Regions from separate parts of the Zea mays genome. Here region 1 is linked to region 2. The links are chromatin contacts, called in public Hi-C maps. All regions are on one chromosome and are shown on one strand. Each heading gives the region's core, a stretch centred on a gene start, on an enhancer-like site or on the middle of the called end of the contact. The rest is flanking DNA. Distances are from core to core; before and after follow the strand shown. Region 1 overlaps LOC103652327 (alpha-glucosidase 2). Region 2 holds the start of LOC100286186 (xylogalacturonan beta-1,3-xylosyltransferase).

Region 1 (4,245 bases), core at 895-3,394, 50 kb before region 2:
TGAAAAGGTCAGTGCAGCGCTTCATCTGATCTTTGGCACTTTGTTTGCAACACATGGTTATCAACTTTGATTGTGAGGTTATTTTTGTAGGTTCGAATGAGATGGTTTGATGTGAAAGACAACAATAATATGAGACGAGAGTTCTTGCGAGGAACATTACAAGCCCCTCAGCTGCAGTTAGTACCCCATGTTGGCTATGTCAGCCTCTTCCCATTCATGATGGGGACTATTCCACCTGTATGTTCTTTACTTCCCTGTGTTTATCGCTTAAGTGGTTTTTTGATATCCATCCTAATTAATAATCACATTTGACTAATCAGGAATCATGGGTTCTTGAGAAGCAGCTCAATCTGATATCTAACACATCTATATTGTGGACAGATTATGGCCTTCGATCACTTTCTAGAACAAGGTAAAAGGTCTATTATTTTTTCTATGCCCCCCCCCACCACCCCGACCCTTCTCCCAAAAACATAAGTTTTGGATATCTGAAGCATATATGATATTGTTTTCCTGCCTTATGCATGTCATGGGCTTCAATGTGGTTAGATGGAATTGTCAAAGTTGATTCATGCTCCCAATGCCTTATTACTGTAGTTCAAGATGGTTTATATAGCTATATTATTTGGTCATCCAACAACTGGGTTCTGAAGTATCTATTTTTACATGGTCCAGTTCAATATATATGAAGCGTAATACAGAGCATGACCCCCCTTATTGGAGAGGTGCCATTTGGATAAACATGAACTACATGGTTCTTTCGGCACTACATCACTATGCACATAGTAAGCTCTTTAATTGCCTAGTTTATACCCTTTGCAAACCCTTCTGCTGGCATAATGATATAGCATTCTGCTTTCCTGTAGAGGATGGTCCATATAGCGGCAGGGCAAAGGAATTGTATGACAAGCTAAGATCAAACCTTATCCGGTGTGTTCATTCTTCTCTCGAGTTGAAACCAAGTGAACTAGCTGAACTGTAGCTTGTCTAATAGATTGCTGACGCCTACTTCCTGGTTTTTTTTACATTTTCAGGAATATAGTGCAGAATTACGATGCAACAGGTTTCTTCTGGGAAAACTATGACCAGAAGGACAAAGGAAAGGGAAAGGGTGCACGGTCATTTACTGGATGGACTTCACTCATTGTTCTGATCATGGCGGAGTCCTACCCAACATTGCACAGGTGAGATATAGATCGCGAACAACCACAGCAGAAGATAGCTATGGCAATTGGAATGGAGGGGCTGGCAGCTGGCGCTTGTTTAGCCCGGTTTGCAACCAGAACACTGGGATAGTTTGATTCGTAGCATCTGCTGCCTTAATCATGAAAATTTTGACAACACCTCCTGGTCAATCTGTTCAGCATCATTTATAGAGTGTTAGTGGTCATCCCTGTTCACTCTCATACTGTAAACTAGCTCCTCGAAGAACTGATTTTGGGGGGCCAAAACCACCCCAGGAAAGCATGAGCATATGGAAAACATGTTCTTGAAAGCTGACACTACGTGGAGCTGTTACTTGCTATTGAGTGTAATCTACTGCTACTCTTACTATGCTTGGCCATTTGCACCCCCAATGATCCCCGAAGAAACCTGCTGGTCCGAGCATGTGACCTATACCTTTGCATTTACTTGCTAGAGAATCAGTTCAACACAATGCAAGTTGCAAGGCACGTGTTTTGAAATGGAAAGCGGGCCATGTCTATGCTGTGACCGTCTCTACTTCGCTTGCTGTGTTACTTTGCGCTCCAGCAGTTTATACATCTTCGTACCTATTTTAAACTTTACTATGAAAATAGTGCAGTGTACCTACCAAATCAGTATTTTATAAGGCTATGTGCACGATCTACTGGTCATAGCCGTAGGTTGTGGTTAGCAGTTTTTTTTTTAAACGAGCAAACAGCTCCGCTTTTAAGAAAGCATTATGACCAGCGTTTACATCACTGGGGAACAGCAAAGCAAGAAAGGGTAGGCCTCCTCGCAGGGAAACAGAAGATGAAAGAAAAACTGGGGTTGTCAGATGACGACTAACAGCATAATTCTTAAAGACAGAAGACCAGTCTACAAAACGAAGCAGACAATCCAGACATGAAAAGGACTCGTCTTCAATCTTCAAACCAAACCACTCCAATGTCAGTGCATTGTCCCGCAACCGGTTGTTGCTCACGCAAACATATCCTCCAGCGGCGCCTGTTCCCAGTCTTGAGTAGCACACTCTAACTCTGCAAAAATGACACAACATCGTAGATGACCACTGACGTGCTGTTAGGAATTTTTTTTCTAATTGCCATCTTGTTTCTGTTACACCAAAGGGCCCAAACCAGCCCAGCCATAATAAAGAAATGAAAGGTACTAGCAGCCTGAGAATTGCCCCCTCCCCATTTGTTAAACAGGCTCACCGCAACACAGTCCCAACCAAAAATATTTTCTAGGCTTCTCCAAACATATTTCGATAGCACACACTGAAGAAAGATGTGATCAACGGTTTCCTTGCCCCCACACAGAGAACATTGTGTGCTACCCTTCCATCCCTTTTTTTCTAACACTGCGGCCGCTTGGATTTTTCCATTGTAAAGTTGCCAAAGAAAAACCTTAATCAAGGGCACCATGTATTTCTAGATTTTTTATACGCGGAGTTTTTGGCACCTCCATCGGTTCTAAATCTATATAGGGATTTTGTGGTGAATCTGCGGGAATTGTCTAGAGCCCAAAACATTAAGTCTATCACTTGAGATGTTGTGCTCCCTAAGCTCAAAATTTAGCTCCTCCCACAAACAGAATTCAGAATCAGTAAGAGGCCTCACAAGATCTATGCTCCACTCACCCCCTCACAGCATTCAGAAACAGGAATGTCCTTGTCCCTGCAGATATCAAAGAATCTAGGATATTTGATTTTAATTGGGACCCTTCCCAGCCAAATGTCTTTCCAAAAAAGGGCCCCTTCCACATTTTTTGTTTGTTTGTCGCACCCCATTAAAATAAGTGCTTGACCTTGTGAAGACCTTGCTAGAATTGAGAAACTCCCTTATTTTTAGAAAGGAAAAAGTTATTCATGTTCATGTATTTAGCTTTAATAAGCTTGTACCATAAATCATCCGAGCCTTGTCATAGTTTCCAGTTCCATTTCACAAGTAAACATTTGTTCATCAGAAGAGTGTTTGTGATTTCGAAACCACCTTAGTCTTTTGGCCTGGTCAAACTATCCCATTTTTCCATGTGGTATTTTTTAGAGTTTTTGGCACCTTGCCAAAGAAGTAGAACCCCATAGTATAAATCGGTAGACTACTTAAACAAGAATTGGTCAAAATGAGTCTCCCCCGGAAGATAGGTGTTTCCCTTTCCAAGGGTCCAATCTTTTTTCCATCTTTCCCACAATATGCCCGAACGCCGAGGGTTTTAGACGACCAATAGAAATAGGAATGCTTAGGTATTTCAACGGCAAAGCTCCCAGGTTACAATTAATCATATTGGCCATCCTTTCCATTTCTTGTTGAGCTGCCTCGAAAACGTAAACCTCATTTTTATGGAAGTTTATTTTTAACCCTGACATCCATTTGAAGCAATAAAGGATTAATTTCAGGTTTACGATTGACCTATCAGACACATCGATCATGATCACCGTTGAAAGTCGCCTAGAGGGGGGTGGATAGGCAGAAACTGAAATTTACAACTTTAAACACACTACAAGCCGGGATTAGCGTTAAAATAAAATCCGAGTCCGGGAGAGAGGGGAAAACAAATCAACCAAGAAAATAAAGCGGATGACACGGTGATTTGTTTTACCGAGGTTCGGTTCTAAAGAACCTAGTCCCCGTTGAGGTGGTCACAAAGACCGGGTCTCTTTCAACCCTTTCCCTCTCTCAAACGGTCACTTAGACCGAGTGAGGCTTCTTCCTTAATCTCACGGGTCACTTAGACCCCGCAAGGATTACCACACAATTGGTGTCTCTTGCCTCGCTTACAAAGCACTTGAGAGTAAGAAGTGAGAAAGAAAAGAAAAGCCCAACCAAGCAAACAAGAGCAACAAGAAACACAAGTGATCCACTCACAAGTCCTAATGCACTAGAATTGTATTGGGGACTTTGATTGGATCGGTGGCTTTGATTTGTGCTCGGAGTGTTGCACTTTGCTCTTGTATTGAATGAGTAGTAGTGAATGCTTGGATGGTTGAAGTGGTGGTGGTTGTGGGGTATTTATAGCCCCCAACCACCAAAACAACCGTTGGGGTGGCTGCCGTCGATGGGC
Region 2 (4,428 bases), core at 533-3,032:
TACAACACAATGTTTTAGGATAAAATGAACACATGGGCAATATTTTGACAGGCTAGTAAATTAAGCGGGTAACGGGTAATACCCGGGGGCGAAATTTTATATACGTCAATTACCGGCGGGTGAGAAGTGTTGCCCGTATCCTTACCCGTGGGCGAGATTTCTTACCCGTATCCATGCCCATCGGGTATGAAACCCGCGGATATCCGTGCCCGCAGGCAGGATTGCCATCCCTACTGGCCGCATTTCAAGGATTGCATATGAGCCATTGATGGAAGCCACTTTCCCGCGTCTGTCCCGGCCACGGAGCAAGCAAAGTATATTGGTCGTCACGGTTACGCATCACAGAATGTCATGGTCGTTTGTGACTTCGATATGAGGTTCACATTTGTTGTCACGGGTTGGCCAGGTTCAGTGCATGACACTAGAGTCTTACAAGATACTTTGATAACGTATGTGGATAGGTTCCCGCATCCACCAGAATGTATAACTATCTTTTACTTTTGTATCATTCTTTATTAATTTGTGTCATATGTATTGAAGTCCAGATTTATGTTTGTGCAGGTAAATACTATCTTGTGGATTCTGGTTATCCGAATAGGAAGAGATACCTTGCACCTTATAAGGGTCAGAAGTACCACATTTCAGAATGGCAAAATGCGAGGCAACCTGTTGGTAGCAAAGAAGTTTTCAACTTTGCACACTCTTCCCTACGTAATGTTATAGAGCGATCGTTTGGGGTGCTTAAAATGAAGTGGAGAATTCTTCTAAGTCTACCTTCATTTTCTCTTAGGAAACAATCGAAGATAATTATTGCTTGCATGACATTGCATAACTTCATTCGAGACAGTGCTCTACACGATCGAGACTTTGACCAACATGTACCTACTAGCCTTGCTCATGATGTACCCGTAGGTGAGAGTAGTAGTAGCACATCTGATGAGTTAGACATGAGTGCATTTCGAGATGCAATTGCTAATGCATTAGTGTCGTAGTTTAATAAGTGAATGTACCGATAGTTATGTTGTAATGAACTCTAGTGTTTTTAATGTAATGACCTTCTTGTTGGTTCGATGTTTTTATCTGTTTCCTTTTTTGAATCAGAATCTACAATCTCAGAATCTGCGTATCCAAACACACAGATTCTAACCACCAGCTTTTCTACACAGCAGACGAACCAAACACCCAGATTCTAACCATCAGCTTCTCTGCACAACCAGCTTTTTCTGACAACCAGCTTTTCAGAAAAGCTCTTCAGAAAAAAGCCGAACCAAACAGGCTCTAAGGCTAGCTCCAGCAAGGGACCCTAAAGGGTTCTGTACCCTAAATATAGAGGATCAAATGATCCTCTACGCTCTCCAGCAACGTCCTCTAAACGGTCCTCTAAATTTAGAGGACGCTGCTGGATTCTCTATATATAGAGTTTCTCTAAACGGTGCTCTATACATTTGAATACTTTAAATATCCGGTTTAGCAAAACTAAAATATGTCTAATACATTTGAGAGATGACAAATACGTATGTACAAAAAATAAAAATAAAAAATATCTCTAATATAGATATTTGAGTATAAATGGTGTGATTTAGAGGATGTTGTTGGAGAGAAAAGAGATATAAATGATGTAATCTTTTAGAGGAGACGGTAAAGTACGGATACAGAGGATGAATATAGAAAACGTTGCTGGAGACAGCTGGCGTGCCACCGACACTGCACGTCCACGCCATCGTGGCTGCAAGTTGGCAGTACCTGCAATTAAGAACGTGCCGATACAAATGCTGCTCAAGAAGTCAAAACCTGTTCCGTGCGCACGACCTCATCTGTCATCTCGCAGCAGACAGAGGAATTTCCCTTCTGGGAGAATCACAAACTGTTCTCCCTCTGCACTGTTGGATCTCTTGCGTGGTCGCCGTCCAAGCAGAAGCGGAGCACTAACCACACGAGCGCGAGAGTGGAGGCGCAGAGAGCCGTCGCCATCGTCCATCGCAAATTCGCTAGCGGACACAAATCCACCCAGCCAGCCGTTCATCGCAACCACCACAACCACCAACCAACGGGCGTGCCCACCACGCGGCGCCGTTGGGGTTGGCGGGCGCCATGGGGGCGCCGAGCAGCCGCGCGCTGGCGCTGGGCGCGGCCTTCCTGCTGCTCCTCGTCGCGCTGCCCTCCGCCTTCCTCTACCTCACCTCCTCCGCGGCCACCCGCGCCACCCTCCTCGACCTCAAGCCCTTCTCCGCCAGGTGCGCGCCCGCAGTCGCGCCGCTCCGCGTCTTCATGTACGACCTGCCTGCGCGCTTCCACGTCGCCATGATGGGGGCCGCCGCCGGCGCGGGGTTCCCCGCGTGGCCGCCGTCCGCGGGCGGGATCAGGCGCCAGCACAGCGTGGAGTACTGGATGATGGCGTCGCTCCAGGATGGGGGCGCGGGACCGGAGCGGGGAAGGGAGGCCGTCAGGGTGCGGGATCCTGACGCCGCCGACGCCTTCTTCGTGCCCTTCTTCTCCTCGCTCAGCTTCAACGTGCACGGTCGCAACATGACCGACCCTGACACCGAGGCCGACCGCCTCCTGCAGGTGCCGCCTCCGTCTTTCTTTTTTTTGGGGACAACTCTCAGCTCTGTACAAATTGTCACTCCTAAATACTATTATTACTACTTTCCGTTGGCTCATTGGCTGTTGATAGTTCTGCGCTGTCATGGGAGACCTACGATTGATTACCATTTAATTCGGCTCAGATTGAGACTGCTCTGTGCAAATTGCGTGTTTTGGGGAATTATCATTTGACATTTTGGCTATTTATTAGGACACTAAGAAGCAGCCAAAATTACCCAGTGAAACCTGCAGACACACCCAATAGAACAGCCACAGCACTACCAAAAACCAATGAGCCATTGAACACAGACAAGCACATCAAAGATATTCCCGAGAGGAACAAACTGTTGCCATTTTGACAATTCTCTCGCCAGTTGGGGTTATGTTACCATCAAACATGCTATCAAGAAACTGACTTCTTTTCAGATTCTGAACCTCTCAATAGAGTGATAGGTCGGCAGATGCCCCCCTTTCCTCGGTAATACAACGTGACATCTTTTGTCTCACTCTACTAATAGGGCTCTCCCAGATGTCCTCTTACTTAGTTTAGGATTTCTGTGGCTAAACCTTGATCACTGCTAAGGATATTTCTGCAGAACTCAAATCAATTAAGATGGGAATGGTGCATTTTCTTATTTCTGCCAAGGTTGACAGGATTTGCACATATTTTCTTAGCTGCTAAGGTTGACAGGATTTGCACATATGGTTAGATCTGTAGGAGAAACCCTTTAGTGTATATGATATGATGATGCTTCTCATATATGTTAAGGCCAGCGAATGTAGAATGTAGCTCCTTGAGGGCTGCAGAGCCCTGAAGGTAAGGTTGATGTGCATGACTACTAGCAACCTCTGCGGGTTTTTAGGTGCCATTCATGCTATGATTGTAGAATTAAACGAGGATAATAGAACAAGCAGTAGGTAAGAGTTCTACTGTTCAACATCACTAAGAACAGGACACTGTTTAATCCATGCCCTGCTGCTTCCTTTTGAGCTATTTGATGATGCAATTTGTGCATGAGCCAAAGAAAATTTATTCCAAGACGATAGCACTACTTTCTTGTCACCTAAGTTTTACTTTTGCCATCTCACTATGCCAAGATTGTTTTTTTACGGTCACCAAGTTTTTTTAGCCAACACATAACACTAGGCATGTATGATAAGAAGTAAAATAGAAATAGTCTGCTACTCGTCTACTGTTTATTAGTTAATCAGGATCGGTACTATTATTCAGTGTCCTTGTGAAAATATACTAATGTCGTAGTCCATTTTAACATTGGGAAAAGATTTTCATGTAAATAATCTAACTGTTTTTTTATTTATCTTGCTATTGTTTTCTTGCAGGTTGAACTTGTGGATATTCTCTGGAAGTCTAAATATTGGCAACGTTCTGCGGGCCGTGACCATGTCATTCCTATGCATCACCCTAATGCTTTCAGATTCCTGCGAGCAATGGTGAATGCATCTATTCTTATAGTTTCAGACTTTGGGAGATACACAAAGGAACTGGCTTCCCTGAGGAAAGATGTTGTGGCACCATATGTGCATGTTGTGGGTTCCTTCCTTGATGACGATCCACCTGATCCATTTGAGGCTCGCCATACACTGCTTTTCTTTCGAGGCCGTACTGTCAGGAAAGATGTATGGAACTGATTTATGATTGTAATAACTCCCTCTTCCCCTTCTCTATGATCTATCTTAATTTGTTAGTCTAGTTCACTCTTTTTTCTAAAGGGCAGGCTTGATGCAGTGGTGAGAGAGCTATCTCACTGAATCATCGGGTCACGAGTTGGAGGCAGCCTTTCTACATTTGTGGAAGAAAGACTTGCCTCAATTTATTCTTTTCCT

Evidence for each region. Hi-C and Micro-C count contacts between places; a contact is called where the count stands out from the background.
Region 1: a contact with region 2 is called in a Hi-C map of leaf, with 5 times the contacts expected there. The contact joins the enhancer-like site here to the promoter of LOC100286186 in region 2. A contact is called at or near these places in 4 of 25 Hi-C or Micro-C datasets (ear, leaf and tassel).

The regions. Positions count from the first base shown.
Region 1 is chr3:162,252,695-162,256,939 of Zm-B73-REFERENCE-NAM-5.0, reverse strand. LOC103652327 (alpha-glucosidase 2) reads left to right here. Exons shown (of 22, transcript XM_020550385.2): 17 at 1-7; 18 at 91-237; 19 at 321-412; 20 at 676-785; 21 at 867-930; 22 at 1,035-1,657. The coding sequence ends at 1,188. Among protein-coding and RNA genes, the nearest start is that of LOC103652327, 16 kb to the left of the region's middle. Within about 2 kb of position 2,144, at least 4 of the 20 cell types and tissues checked have an H3K27ac peak or open chromatin away from gene starts, as enhancers often do. A contact at or near this core is called in ear and leaf, where this site is marked.
Region 2 is chr3:162,202,548-162,206,975 of Zm-B73-REFERENCE-NAM-5.0, reverse strand. It overlaps LOC100286186 (xylogalacturonan beta-1,3-xylosyltransferase), which reads left to right and starts at 1,782. Exons shown (of 4, transcript NM_001414179.1): 1 at 1,782-2,565; 2 at 3,925-4,221. The coding sequence starts at 2,092.